Linked DNA regions of Mustela erminea: region 2 is linked to region 1. A link is a contact called in public Hi-C data. All regions are on one chromosome and are shown on one strand. Each heading gives the region's core, a stretch centred on a gene start, on an enhancer-like site or on the middle of the called end of the contact. The rest is flanking DNA. Distances are from core to core; before and after follow the strand shown.

What was found. Hi-C and Micro-C count contacts between places; a contact is called where the count stands out from the background.
Region 2: a contact with region 1 is called in a Hi-C map of fibroblasts, with 3 times the contacts expected there. The contact joins the promoter of PPP2R1B here to the promoter of SIK2 in region 1. A contact is called at or near these places in 2 of 3 Hi-C or Micro-C datasets (fibroblasts and spleen).

Annotation. Positions count from the first base shown.
Region 1 is chr9:8,356,383-8,363,769 of mMusErm1.Pri, reverse strand. It overlaps SIK2 (serine/threonine-protein kinase SIK2), which reads right to left and starts at 4,267. Exons shown (of 15, transcript XM_032358851.1): 1 at 3,961-4,267. The coding sequence starts at 4,095.
Region 2 is chr9:8,515,628-8,523,014 of mMusErm1.Pri, reverse strand. It overlaps PPP2R1B (serine/threonine-protein phosphatase 2A 65 kDa regulatory subunit A beta isoform), which reads left to right and starts at 3,396. Exons shown (of 17, transcript XM_032358857.1): 1 at 3,396-3,566; 2 at 4,364-4,454; 3 at 4,833-4,933. The coding sequence starts at 3,453.

The DNA.
Region 1 (7,387 bases), core at 3,018-5,517:
AGAGATCACAAGTAGGCAGAGAGGCAGGCAGAAGAGAGAGGAGGAAGCTGGCTCCCTGCTGAGCAGAAAGCCCCATGTGGGACTCGATCCCAGAACCCTGGGCTCACGACCTGAGCTCAAGGCAGAGGCTTTAACCCACTGAGCCACCCAGGCGCCCCGATATATATATATATATTTTAATATGAGGTAATATAAGGTACTTCTGTACCTTATAAAGATATGTAATAAGCAAAATATGCTATACAATAAGTGTAAAAAAATGTAATATATGTAAGTGTATACAGCATGTGATTTCATCTGTGGAAAATAATAATGAAAAAAAAGACCAGAGGGAAATATGCCATGAGAATGATTTACTCCCATTGGTGGAGGAAATGCCCATGTACTTTTTGTGCACTACACTCTTCTTTACATGTTTTATAGTAAGACTCTTTAACAGAAAACAAAAACAAAAACAACTTATGGGCACAAATGACTTTTTCGGAATTTTATTCAACAGACAAAAACCAACAAAAAACTAGCCATCCAACTATAAGGAAGAAATTCTTTGCTAGTACAGTTTTGATAAAATAAAACACTACTCAAGGACAGCCACAGCATAGCAAACTAGCAACCACTATTGCCTAAAATAGTTTAACAGTTTAAATGCTATTATTCTTTTCCCATTATGCTAATTTTATAAAATTAGCTACTCTAATTCATAAACCACAAACCAACACTACAAAGCTTTTCCGAAGTATTATATTAGGAAGCTGGATTCTACCACCACCTGCCTTCCCTTTTGTGTGCAAAATTTATATAGAGATCTAACATGAGAATACAGCTTCAGATGATGATGTAATTATAATTCTTAAACAATGTTAAGCTATTTGATAGATTAGACCACAATGAAGATCTCCTTTTGTGTACTGATTTTTTTTTTTTTCCTAAAAGGCAAACAGTCTTGGATCTCCCAATCTCTGTAGAAAATGCATCATTCTTCAGTGATTCAGAATAAGAGACAGAGAAGAGCCAAGTAAAAATAACAGGGTCTAGTTGTTTACCACACAGTTGTTCAAAATAAGCCCTAAAATTTGTCTTGGGTTCAAACTTGGGGAAAAAAACCTCTAAGTTTTAAAACACAAACTTAGGGGCGCATGGGTGGCTCAGTGGGTTAAAACCTCTGCTTTTGGCTCAGGTTATGATCCCAGAGTCCTGGGATCAAGCCCCTGCATCGGGCTCTCTGCTCTGCAGGGAGCCTGCTTCCTCCTCTCTCTCTCTCTCTGCCTGCCTCTCTGCCTACCTGTGATCTCTATCAAATACATAAATAAAGTCTTAAAAAAAAAAACACACAAACTTACATTGATGTTAAACACACTATATTGAGGAAATTTCTGTAGGAAGCATAATCATGATATTTAGCTGATATTGTTCTTTATACCACTTTAATTGTTCTCTCTGTAATACCGCTGTATGCTCAGCAATGCAAACTTAAAATAAGATTAACACTTTAAGGTTTCCACTAGCCATCTTATTTATAGTATTTGGGATAGTTGTATCCATTGAAGACTGAAATACTTATCCAGACAATGAATGAAGATCATAAGCACTGCTTTAAAAATCCTCATTAGTAGTATACTTTAAGAAATAATTCTAGAGGTACTATTGCTAAACAATTCTTAATGCAAATTACCACGAAGTTTCACAGAGCAAACTCTGCAAAACTTCAGATCTATAAGAACTTTTCTCTTTGTTAATTACCCTGCTATTTCCCTCATTCCTCTCAATTTTAACATTTCCACTCACACCATATTATCGGGGACACTCACCCATCTTAAACTAACATTATTTCTTTTTATATGTTAAAGACACCTTCTTTTGAAAAGCAAAGGGGAATGGGGTCTACGGACTAGAAATTTAGCTTTCAAATTAAATCATGTCTCACATGTATCGTAGGATCTGAGTGATCTGACCTGTGCCTTCAATTACAAATGCATTGATCTTGATACCTGATGGCCAAACCACGATACTACTCCACAGTGCCCCCTAGCTTCACCAGATGTATCAGTTTAAAAGAGACGGTTTGAACCGTCAACCTCAAGAGAAAGTGTCACTCAATATCAGCTCACCTAAACAATTCTTAAATAGATAACCTAATACCTAAATTTGGACTAATAAGTAGCAGCTGAATTAATTAAATCTTGTGACCAATACTGATAAAAGCTTATGAGAAAAAAAATTATGAACTAATGGGTTTGGAATTCAACCACATAAAAATGTTCAAAAGTTCTGTAAGAAGCTTTCTTTAATCCACAATCTGTTTGATTTTTAGAGTCATTAAGCAAGGACTCATATAAAAATACGCATTAAAAATACCTTCTTTTATGCAGTTTATGGGGAAACAGCATGGCATTAGGCCATGGTTCTTTAGAGGAATGGAATAAATTTCTTCATTTTTAGAAATGCTGAGATCAAGATTAAGTAATCTCACTATAGGCACATTATTTATCATTAAAAACTCAGTATAATTGTGAACAAAGGTAAATTTGTGAGAGAAAATTTGTAACCTTGGTCCTGATGCTATAAAATAAGTCTGATTTGGAATGCCTCACCATTAGCAGGGGAGGACAAAAAGTGAAGATGACGCAATGACATGTGCCCCTACTTTTTGGAAATGGATTCCTTCACATTAAGCAAAACTTCCAAGAACAGAAGCAACAGAAATCACTCAAGTTTTCAAATGTCCTACACCTCCCATAGCCATTATGAAAATCCATTCCTAGGTTACTGCATATTCAAACTCTAACACATTTGCAATAAAAAGGGGGAAAAAACTGAATAGGATGAAAACTAGGGGAAAGAAAAACCCGAAAAAGGACGAAACTCCAGAACAACTGCAAGAAGGCAGGGTAGAGTACGTCAAAAACACAAGGTTTTATTCCAAAGAATAGTTTTGTTTCTACTGATTTTTTCTGAAGTATTTAATTTGCACGTCTTAAAATAGAGACCCTGAGGAGAGCAGCTTGAGGCAGTGAAAGGAAGGGGGGCGGGTTAGGTAAGAAGAGAGACTTGGGAGAAAATATGTACGGTGCATCAGAATGTGCAGTGGAGTGGGGGATGCTGGCTTCACCGCCAGGAAGCAGTTGAGGGCTTTTGGAGTAGAGAAGCCGAACCAGATGTGGCTTCAGGAACGCGCATTCGCCGCCAGAACGCACACCTGGTCAGGGGACCACCTGAGCGAAGCGAGACCGAGCCACCAACCGTGCAAGCGCAGAGATGACCATTTTAACCCGTTCTATTGTCTGGAGTATTAGATGGAAATGCCTCAGGCACGAGATCAAGCTAGCCTGACACCAAATCAAGAGACGCTGTCGGGCAAAAGGAGACACAGACGATGGACAATGGCCGTCCGGGCATTCCCGGCCGCGGGGCCCCTTCCCCGAGGGGCCAGGGAGGGGCGCAGCGGTCGCGGGGGCCGCGCGATGCCCCGTCCCGGAGTCCGAGCGCAGGCGGCCCCCTCCCCGGGGCTGGCGACGTCCCTCCTCGCGCGGCCCGGGAGCACCCAGACTTCCCCTCCCACCCCTCCCACCCCACCCCCAGCTGAAAGCTGGGAAGACGCGGAACTTGGGCTCCGGAGCGGAGGCCACAGATCAGGTCACGGCCCGGGTGGGAGGCTCTGGGAGAAATTCCGTGTGGCCACCGGGGGTGGCGTAGAGAAGGCAAAGCCCCGGCCGGTCGGGTTTCCAACTGGACGACACTCGGGGCCAGATGACCGGGCCCCGAGCCCTTCGGCGCTCACCGACCCCCCTGCAGCTCCCGGGTCCTCACAGTCCCAGGCCCCTCGCCTCAGCCAGAGACCCAGCCTCTCCGCTAGACCCAGCAACCCACCCCCCCAACCCCGCTGCAGCCGCCCCTCCCGGCCAACAGCTCCTCTCTGCCGGACCCTCGCCCCGGACGCTCCCGCCGAGCCCCGGGCCGCACCTCCGTCTTGGTGATCCGGTGCCGCCCCAGCTTCACCACGGCGAAGTTACCCTTGCCCAGCGTGCCCTCGATGTCGTAGAACCCCACCCGGACCGGCCCGCGCTGCAAGTGCTTCGGGCCATCCGCCATGACCATGCTGGGCCCCGCTGCCAGACTCGGCGGACTGGAGCGCGGGCTGGCGGGCCGGCGGCGCTGCTGGGCTCCGGCGACGCCGCTCGGCTCGCTCCTCCGCTCGGTCCCTCCCGCTCGGCTGGGCCCAGCCAGGCGCGCGCCGCCGCTGACGTGCGCCGACGTCAGGGGGCCGGGGCAGGGAGGCGGGGGCGGGACCGGGCCGCGATTGGTCACCATGGCGACCGGAGCACCGCCGACGTCGGCGGCTGGGAGGGAGGGAGCGAGGGAAGACGGGAGGGGCCTGGACGGCGCGTTCTTTCCGGACTCAGGCACCCCGGGTTCGCCGCCGCCTCGCGGCTGCCAGGGGCGGGGTCACCCCCCGGCCCGCCCCGTTCCTCGGCCACCCCAGCCGAAGGGCAAGAGCGAGCCCTGGTGGGCGGAACGGAGGGGTGCAGCGACCTGGTCGTCTCCTTGCCTCGTCCGGGCGGTCTCCGCCTACCTGAGGGCCTTCCCGCCAAACCGCTCACCTGTGCTTGCGGTGCGCCGGCGAATTCCGCACCGGCCAAGAGCTGGGGTTGAGCAACGCATCGCTCACCGACTCCTTCCTTCGTATCCCTTTCTCATTGGTTTCTATATAAATCCTTCCACATTTTGATGTCTCAGGAATCTTCTGACAGCAGCACGGGTCGCTTAGAGACTCCCAGAACGTCAGCGCTTGAAGAGACACCGGAGATCACTAATCCAGGGATCTGGAGCCTCACAGAGGCTTCAAAGCCTCAACCCCCCTCTACAATGCGAATTTTTCCCTCTTTGAGATTGTCTCTGGGGAGATGGGGCTGTATCTTTTATCAGGTTCACAAACGCGTTGGTGACCCTGAAAAGGTTAAATACTTACCTAATCCAGTTTCTTTTCAGATGATGAATCAAACCCCAAGGAATGAAGGGAATTGCCAGGGTCATGATGGTGAGGGTAGAGTCAGGACTGCAAATGACCGCACATCAGTATTCTATGTGGTGGCCCAAGGAAACAGGAACAGCGTTATTTCACATTTTGAAATATATGCCTCCACATCTTGCTTTCTAAATGCCAGTCTCTATTAAAAAGAACCAGACTCTGGAGAAATGAATGATTCGAAGACAGAAAGAGGGAAAGTACAAAATGCCCATGAAGATCTTGTGCTGGAAAGCAAGATTTTCAGAGTGATGGAGCACATGTCAAAACCAACAGAAGCCAGCTTGAAGCTACCTCCCGTTATCAAAACTGGGACAATTGAAACATCACCAATGAATAATGATTAGAATGGACTATAACACAATGAATTTCAAAAAGGAATACACAAGTGCATATTTATTCTTAAAATGTTAAATAAATAGGGCCGCCTGTGTGGCTCAGTGGGTTGGGCCTCTGCCTTTGGCTGGGTCATCATCTCAGGGTCCTGGGATCCCCCAGCGTAAGGCTCTCTGCTCAGCAGGGAGCCTGCTTCCCCCTCTCTCTGTGTGTCTGCTGCTCTGCCTACTTGTGATCTCTATCGGATAAATGAATAAAATCTTTTAAAAATTAAGTTAAATAAATATAAAGGCAAGAAAGGAGAAATAACTCCTCTTCTTGACAACTAAGACCCTGGAGGAAATGGTGAAATTAAGAAATCACCATTTTGCAAACACTATGGTAGTAATCGATTCAGGTAGGGAATTATCTATCAGTAGATTGCAAAATCATAAAATAGATGTTAAAATCACTGACACACGATATTTACTCACTCTCACAGAAGCCTCAGATTTCTTATTCATTACAAAGTGATCAAAATGGCCCCTTTACAGTAAAGAAGTCTGACAGACACCACCCAAACCAAATGATCAAAGTTAATGTCACCGGTTATGGGATAAAATGACACAAAGTGCCTTCTGATGGGAGATACTGAGAAGCATACAATACCCCTTAAATAGTATCCCAGTCAAAAAATCCAAATTCTGAATCTAATCACAAAGAGCAATCAGAAAAATGCAAATTGAGAAATATCCTATTCATCCACTGTCCTATCGTCTTTTTAAAAAAAGGTCAGTGTCACTAATGATAAAGAAAAAGCGGAAAACCTGTTATCTATTTAAGGGATTAAAGAGACATGTCACTAAAGGCAACATGTCATTCTGGATTGGGAGAAAGGTGCTGTAAAGGAATTTTTTCAGGGCAATTGTTGAAATTTGAATATGGATTGTGTATTAGATGAATATTTTATTTTTATTTAAATGTTAAGCCCCTTGAATTCTAGAATGGTGGTTATGAAAAAGTGTATGAATATTAAGAGTATTTAGTATTTTTGGAAGTATTTAGGGATGGGAGTTTTTGATATGTGTAATTTATTCTCAAATGGTTTTAGAAAGATAGCTAACGTGGCAAAACATTTAACTAATAGAACTAGACAAAGGGTATACGATAGACATTACATTGTTCTTGCAACCTCTGTTTTAATTTTTTTAATGAAAATTAATATTTGTATATGAATCCATTTTATTAATTTAATACTTTCTGTGTAAGATCAGCTGGTTCCTGTGCCCTCCAACTCCTCATGGTGCTTCTGTCCAGCACTCTCCCCAAGAAATACCTCATTCTACTGTGAATTATATCGTTTATAAAAGTGAGGAAGGTGAGACTGGTGAGATTTCTGGATTGATGAGAGTAGGATGAGAATTTGTCTAACTAGCCAGGAGCCCACATATATACCCTAACTCAAAAAGTGTTCCCATCTACATTTTGCCAGTTAGATTAATGTGTTTTAAGTGCTCTGGGGGTGGAAATTTGGGAATCGGATGAAAAGCTACTTACCCAAGAACCAGAAAATGCAGATAGAGACCCAACTTAAGCCAACACCTCCTCTTTCAAGTATCTTTCGAACAGAAATTAAGACTCTTTTCTGATTATTTTCATCAGATAACTAGCTCAACTACCTCCTTGCACAGTCTGGGATTAAGACTTGGTTTGGGGCTGGAAAGAGGAGAGAGAGATGGCAGGGAGTACCAGCAGGTTTTTGACAAACCAGAGATCAGTGTGAGGATGCTGAGTGTCTGGAGGTCAGAGAAAGAGAAACCAGAGATAGGGGAGAAGTAGGTGGGGTTGTGCCCAAAATAAACCTTGCCCCCTTGGAAATGCAGCAGGTGCACTACTGGAAATTACCAGGAGGCTGTAAATAGAACCTGGAGAAATGTATGTGGACTGAATATTCCAAGCTTGGACTCTTTGATTCAGCTCAGTTCCCTCAGTCCAAGAGATCTACTTTTCTCTCTGCGATTTTAACCCTGTGTGTCTCTTAGGCACCTT
Region 2 (7,387 bases), core at 2,147-4,646, 160 kb before region 1:
GGTGTGTGTGTGTGTATCTGTTGGCGGGGGGTGGGGGGTGGGGTGGTGGTGGTGCACAAGGTGGGGCAGGGGAGAACATGGGGAGGAGACCAGAGGCAGAATAGAGAGGATGTGGCCGCAGCTCAGAAACCCAGGGCTGTATTTGTTGTGCTTAGCTGTATTCCAGGAGTCAAGCAGAAGAGGGATCCGTTTAATCTGGTAAAAACCATAGCCAATAGGGACAGAATTGCTCATCAATAAGCGGTTGTCGCTGTCATTTGCTTTTTCTGGACAAGAGACGGCCTCCAAAACTCTTCTCAGACTCTTCCTGGACAGCTGCTTGTTGACATGGAAATAGTTTTTTTCAGATGTTTTAGAATCCGTGACTTTGGAATATCTTTGTGCGTTAGAATCACGAGGGCACACAGTCAAGTGCCCCGCCCTACTCTCAGGGGTTCTGATTCAGTGGATTTGGGGTGCAAGCCAGGAAGCGTTTTTTTCACATGCATCTGAGGTGATTCAGATAGTCTGTGGACCATACTCCCCGAAAGACTTAGACTTTGTTCCAGTTTCCGTTTGGCCCAGTTTTTGAAATAGCCTTTTCTGCTGGAGCCTGTTTTAATGACTTTCTTTATTGAAGGATTTATTAGCATCTCCATGTTTACTACATGTTCTGTTCTCACATCATCACAGTAACTAGAGAGGGACCCAGAGGTGGTTAACTCCATTTTATTGGGGGTGAGGGGGTGGGAGGTGGGATTGAGGCATAGGAAGAGGCAGGTCACAGTGAGTCAGAGACAGAGGTGGGAATTGAAGTCTCGAATTGATGACTCTAAACCAGGCAATTTTTTGGCACCTATTTTTTTCAGCTTTGTGATTTCATATTTAATCATAGTTATTTCTTAGGTATCTAATTCATTGTGCTTGGGTAAGGAAAGCATATCTGAGTTTTAAACAAAATAGCTCAGGTTTAATCAGTGTGCTAATTTTTGTTCAGAATGAGGTCATCTAAGCTTGAGCTAACATGTAGATGATGACATGTGTGGAACTAAATGTGCTTCTCTCTCTGCTTGCTTCCTCCACCGTTTCTGAAGACTTTTTACATCAAGTATAAGGGAACAGATTCCCCCCCACACACCCCCAACCATGCCAATAGGAACACCCTCCGATCTTCTAACTGGTAAGGTACAAAATCCAAAAACCTCTTGGCCCTTTTTTCAACTTGAATGGTATTTGGATCCATTTCTAAAGGAACAAAAAATCGTGAAAACTCTCAGGCAACTTAGATTATTTATTTACTCATTTGAAAGAGAGAGAAACAGAGATAGTGACAGAGAGAGCATGAGCAGGAAGGAGAGGGAGAAGCAGTCCCCCTAACGAGTGGGGAGCCCAACTCAAGGCTCGATCCCAGGACCCTGGGATCATGACCTGAGCGGAAGGCAGACGCTCAACCAGCTGAGCCACCCAGGCGCCCCCAACTTAAATGATTTTTATTACAATGTTACTTAAACTTGAAAATTTAAAGTAGGAATATGATTTTTTTTATATATAGTTCTTATACACTAAAAGCCCAAAATCTACAAATCAGATACACAGGAGACGGAATTATCCCATGTATTGTGACTCAGGTGTTGCCCGTGAACACTCAGTTTCTTTTGAGGCGAATGTGCCTTTGCCACCAAGTGACCTGTAACACCTGTTTTCTCACTACTCCTCTGTTGGAAATGTTGCCACAGTACATTTCCATGGTGTCATTTGGCTTTCATTTTGGGCATGAAAACACCATTTTCATTTTAAATCCACCTCTGTTCTTTTCTCATTATCCTAGAAGGGTGTAAAAGTAACAGTGGAACACACATGTGAACCTAAGTTTTGAAATAGGGCTGCAATACTGGTTATAAAGTGGTCAGCCAAATAGTCCAGGATATGCTTATATAAATCTAAAAATTACAACCAAAATGAAAACCAAATGGAAGCCCTACAGAATACATCCACAGACTTAATTTGAGAGCTACTGTTCAAGTCCATTGGTGCCCAAACTTTCACTCCTATCAAAGTCTCTATCTACTGTGTTTACTCTGACGAACGGGGTGTTTAAAAAAAAAAAAAAAAGTCTCCCGGGGCGCCTGGGTGGCTCAGTGGGTTAAGCTGCTGCCTTCGGCTCAGGTCATGATCTCAGGGTCCTCGGATTGAGTCCCACATTGGGCTCTCTGCTCAGCAGCGGGCCTGCTTCCCTTCTTCTCTCTCTGCCTACTTGTGATCTCTGTCAAATAAATAAATAAAATCTTTGAAAAAAAAAAAAGTCTCCCAAATTGTGTTCATTGATAATTTTGTTTTCATTCATCAGACCTGCCATTACCATTTCCGAGCTTATGTTAACCATATGTAGTTTATCACTCTAAGCCGCTTAAATTATAGTCCAAAATGAACAAAAAAGGGGGGGGGGTGTTTCTGTGCTTCCCTCAGAAGGGTAAAGGAAAACTTTCCATTAAGTTTTGTAAGAAACTCCAGTACCCTCACATCCTCCTCCTGGTGCCTTTGAGGACTCTGGGAGTTCTAGGGAGGCCAGTTTAGCCTTTCTTGTACAAGCAAAGTAGCCACTCCACCCAGTTTGGAAGGATTAAAGCTTGTCCTAGTTTTGCTTGATTGTTGTACTTCTAGCATGCTAAAGACCTAAAAGAGGGAGGAAGAAAAAACAACAGAAGGCACCATTCCAGTACCAAACTGAAAAGAAACACAAAAACAAGAGAGCAGCATGTTTTTAACAGCTTGCATGGAAAAAGCGGAAAAAATATTGACTGGGGAGTTTGGACAGCAGTGTTCATTTTCTCTCACCGCCCGCGTTATTTGTCTTACGGAGCAGGAGCCAGATACAATTCTGGCTCATAGGCCAGAGGAAGAGGTGGAGGGGTTCTGTGGAAGCTTGAGGCTAGCGGGGGAAATTAGGGCTGGAGACCCGGTGGCTCAGAGCCAGGATGAAGTCAGGGGAGGCGCTAAATCTGTTTTCCTTCTGGCCTTGGGCATCCTCTTTGGTGTGCCCGAGTCCTAGGAGCAGAGCTCGCATCACTCAGGTAGGTCCCTGACCTCTTAAGTCCACCATGAGCAAAGTGAATTCCTGCCCCTGTTTCTTTTGGCTGCGTAAAGGATGCAGGGGCTCCATGCGCTTTCTCGGCCCACCCTTCTGGAGTTTAAACGTACACCTCGCGCAACGGGGTCCGGGCGGGTACCTCCATCACCCTGGCCAAGCCTCAGCACCGCCGCCTCCGCAGAGTGGGAGCTTGGGCCTTAGTTCCGACGGCCTGGGCGCGGGGCGGGGCCTGGGCGCGGGGCGGGGCCTGGGCGCGGGGCGGGGCCTGGGCGCGGGGCGGGGCCTGGGCGCGGGGCGGGGCCTGGGCGCGGGGCGGGGCCTGGGCGCGGGGCGGGGCCTGGGCGCGGGGCGGGCGGCGTCGGCGAGGAGCCGGAGGAGAAAGAACATGGCGGGCGCAGCGGGGCCCGGGACCGGCCCGGGGGCAGCGGGAGGAGATGGAGACGATTCGCTGTACCCGATTGCGGTTTTAATTGACGAGCTCCGCAACGAGGACGTGCAGGTACTAGAATCGGGCTGGGCGTGGAGTCGGGCCTGGTTGGGCGTGTGGTGGGGAGGAAGGAAGGCCGGCTCCGCGGTGGGGAAGGCTGGGGGGCCTTGGAAGAGGCTGACTTAGAGCAGAAATTTGATGGGGAGGAGGATAGAGACCCGTGAGGGGCAGCGCTGGCTCGAACAGACCTTCCCCGGGGCCTCTGCAGCACCCCTCCTCCCAGCGCCTGAGGCGTCCCACCCGGTCCTGGCGGTTGTGAGAGCACCGGCTTCCCGCCGGGGCGCCCCTTCCGGGTGGTGCTGGGAGGGAACGCGCGTTGGGTCTTGCGCTGGGAGGAGGGTGGCCGGGCCCCAGGAGGCTGGAGTGGGCTGCAGAGATGCCGGAGGGGCCCTGTGAGCAGCAGGTGGGTGAGAGCCTTCCTCTCGGCTTGGAAACCGGCCTGGCTTGTTGGGCACAAAGAGAGTGGGGCGGCTTAATAACCTAGAAGAGTCGGTGTGTCAGCTCTGGTGTAACTTTTTTCTTTGGAAAGCCGGGGCTTGTGTTCAACCATTTCACCAGCTTCACCGAAGCCAGAGTGTTCTCGTGTTGAAATTGTCTCACTTCCTGGATGTGGTATTCTTTTTCCTTCTTCTAATGGGCCCTTTGATTGTTGCTCTTAAGAAACCTTCCTTTGGCTAAACCGGAGCTGTGTTCCCACTGCTCCCAAGGTTCCTCATAGGGTAAGATCTAAAATGAAAGTTTTCCTCCTCATCACTGTATGTCATTATCCTACCTGTTTGCAACTTTCATCTATTTATTTATTTATGAAGCTCCGTCTCAACAGTATTAAGAAGTTATCAACAATTGCTCTAGCACTTGGAGTAGAAAGGACGCGAACGGAACTGCTGCCATTCCTTACAGGTTTGTGACTTTTTGGTTTAAAGAAAGGCATAGCCATTGCCATTTTCCAGTGGCTTTCAAAACTTACTCTTTTTTAGAATTTGTTACCAATGCTGTTAAATACTAAACTGAGCCTGATGCTTTCTGTATAAAAGAAGCAAGACAAGGCATATCTTATGGCCAGATGTATTAAAACATTAACTATTTAGCTAATGGGAAGGAAGATAATTGATACGGGATTGTCAATTTCTAATTCATTATGTGAAACAGGTCCAGAATGCTGTTAGGACTGTGACAGGACTATCTAGTTAAATTTTGAGTCTATTTCTACTTTTGTGTGAGTATCCCATTCTGGGCAGCTATCCTTGTTGATGAGTACTGGGTTATTGTCATTTCCAGATACAATTTATGATGAGGATGAGGTACTGTTAGCTCTTGCTGAGCAACTGGGAAATTTCACTGGCCTGGTGGGAGGTCCTGACTTTGCCCACTGTTTGCTGGTAAGTATATTCTGCCTTCCGTTTTTCCAGAACTTTCCCAGCATAAATTATACATTATTTAGTGATAGGGACACTATGGGATTTTTAGTGCAGATCTTTTTATGGGTGGTCACATTGTTGGCTGTTGGGAAAACAAATAATGTAGGTACTTGTGACCGAGCATAAGAGCTTATTTTTCTTTTCTTTTCTGCCTCTGTGGACTTACTTGTTAGTGTAGAGATTGGAAGAAAAAGGGTTTGATTGTTTTTGTGGGTTCTCGCACTTCTCCCCCTCCCGAAAATTGGAGATCTTAATTCTCACCTAGCAATGTCATAATTTGGGAAATGTTTATTAGGGGCTTTTCTTTTTTTTTTTTTTAAAGATTTTATTTATTTATTTGACACAGATCACAAGTAGGCAGAGAGGCAGGTAGAGAGAGGGGGGTGGGGAGAAGCAGGCTCCCTGCTGAGCAGAGAGCCCGATGTGGGGCTCGATCTCAGGACCCTGAGATCATGACCTGAGCTGAAGGCAGAGGCTTTAATCCACTGAACCACCCAGGCACCCCATGGGGCTTTTTTCTTTTTTAATTGAAGTTTTTATATAAGTAATCTCTATACCCAGTGTGGGTCTTGAACTCAAAACCCCAGGATCAAGAACCATATGCTCTGGGGTGCCTGGGTACCTCAGTCGTTTAAGTGTTTGCCTTCAGCTCAGGTCATGATTCCAGGGTCCTGGGAACGAGCCCTGCATCAGGCTCCCTGCTCCACGGGGAGCCTGCTTCTCCCTCTTCCCTCCAACTCCTTGCTCGTGCTCTCTTTCTCTCAAATAAATAAGATCTTTAAAAAAAAAAAAAAAGAAACACATGCTCGCCAGACTGAACCAGTCAGCCTCCTTGGAAATGTTTATTAGCTTTTTATCTTTGATTATAAGCCTATGGTTTGCTTCTGACTTACTTTGTGGATTTGATGAGTTCAGTTAGATTGGGAACTCAGTGACATCTACTGAGAACCTACTGTATCAGTCATTAAAATTAGAGTGTTAATGTTAAAGAAGACCAGTGTGAATGGAGTGAGATCTCTGCCTTTCTATGTTAACAAGGTGTTACTGTACAGTGTTGGATGGAAGAATAGAAGCACATACGAGTACTTAAATAGTAGAAAGGAGAAAGAGATTAACGCAGGGTGGTAAGAGACAACCTTTTTGGTGGGGGGGTGATGACCAGACTAAGTTTTGAAGGATAACTGGGAATTTACCAGTTGGACAAGAGAGAGATGTATGATCGATGGCTTAAATGCTATCTGTATGATGCTGATTTGTGATTTCTGTAGAAATGTGATTTTTGACCTCTCCATGAATATAAGTACCTGCTTGTATCTCTCCACATATCTGCCTGTGATTTTTCCACTTGGCTGTCAAACAGGCATTTCAAATTTAACATGCCTGAAACAACTCCATTTTCTCCCTAAAGTATGCCTCCCATTTAGTGGTCTGTCTCAGCAAATAGCATCACTGTCTACCCACTTGGAGAAGCCAAAACCTAGAAGACATTCTTGCATCCTCTTTCCCTCATTTTCCACATTCAGTGCACGAATAATTCCTATAGATTCTGTATACAATTCAAATGAGCTCAGTTTCCTTCCTCCCCACTACTACCTCGCCCTCCCTTCCTCTTATCTTCCTAGACCTGATGATCGTCCCACGAGACTACTGTAGTAACGTCCTGACCAGTTGCCTTCTGCTCTTGCCTCCCACCCTCTCCCTCTGGTTCACTCTTCACCCAGCGAATGGATCACTTCCTGCCTTGGTGCTTAGAAAATCCAAATTACTACCTTAGGTTTTGTAAACTATGGAATAAGCTGTCTCTATGAATTTATTTCATGTCGTGTTCCCTTTTGATAACCTCATTCTATTCTTTTCACAAATATTTTATTTATTTATTTGACAGAGAGAGATATCACAAGTAGACAGAGGCAGGCAGAGAGAGAGGAGGAAGCAGGCTCCCTGCTGAGCAGAGAACCTGATGCGGGGCTTGATCCCAGGACCCGGGGATCATGACCTGAGCGGAAGGCAAAGAACCCCCCTGAGCCTCCCAGGCGCCCCATATATCCTCATTCTATTTATAGTGGTCTTCTTTCTGTTCTTTGAATAAAGCCTTATGATTATTGCCCTGGGTATTCCCTCTAATGTTCTTTGAGCTTCTGGTGGCTGCTTCCTTGTCATTCAGAGATCAGCTTCAGAGAGGCCTCTCTCTAAACACCCAACCTGAAATTGCCTCCTAGTCACCTGTTACCACATCATCCTATTCTATCTCTTCACAGAGTACTCCTCCCCATATGATTGTTTTCTTGATCAGTTGTCTTTCTACCCTAGAATATAAAGTTTGCTAGAGCGAGGAACCTATTTGCCTTCTTTTTCTTCTGTCCTCAGTGCTACAGTGCAACAGTAATCCATTGATTGAGGGCTTTGGAAGTGTGA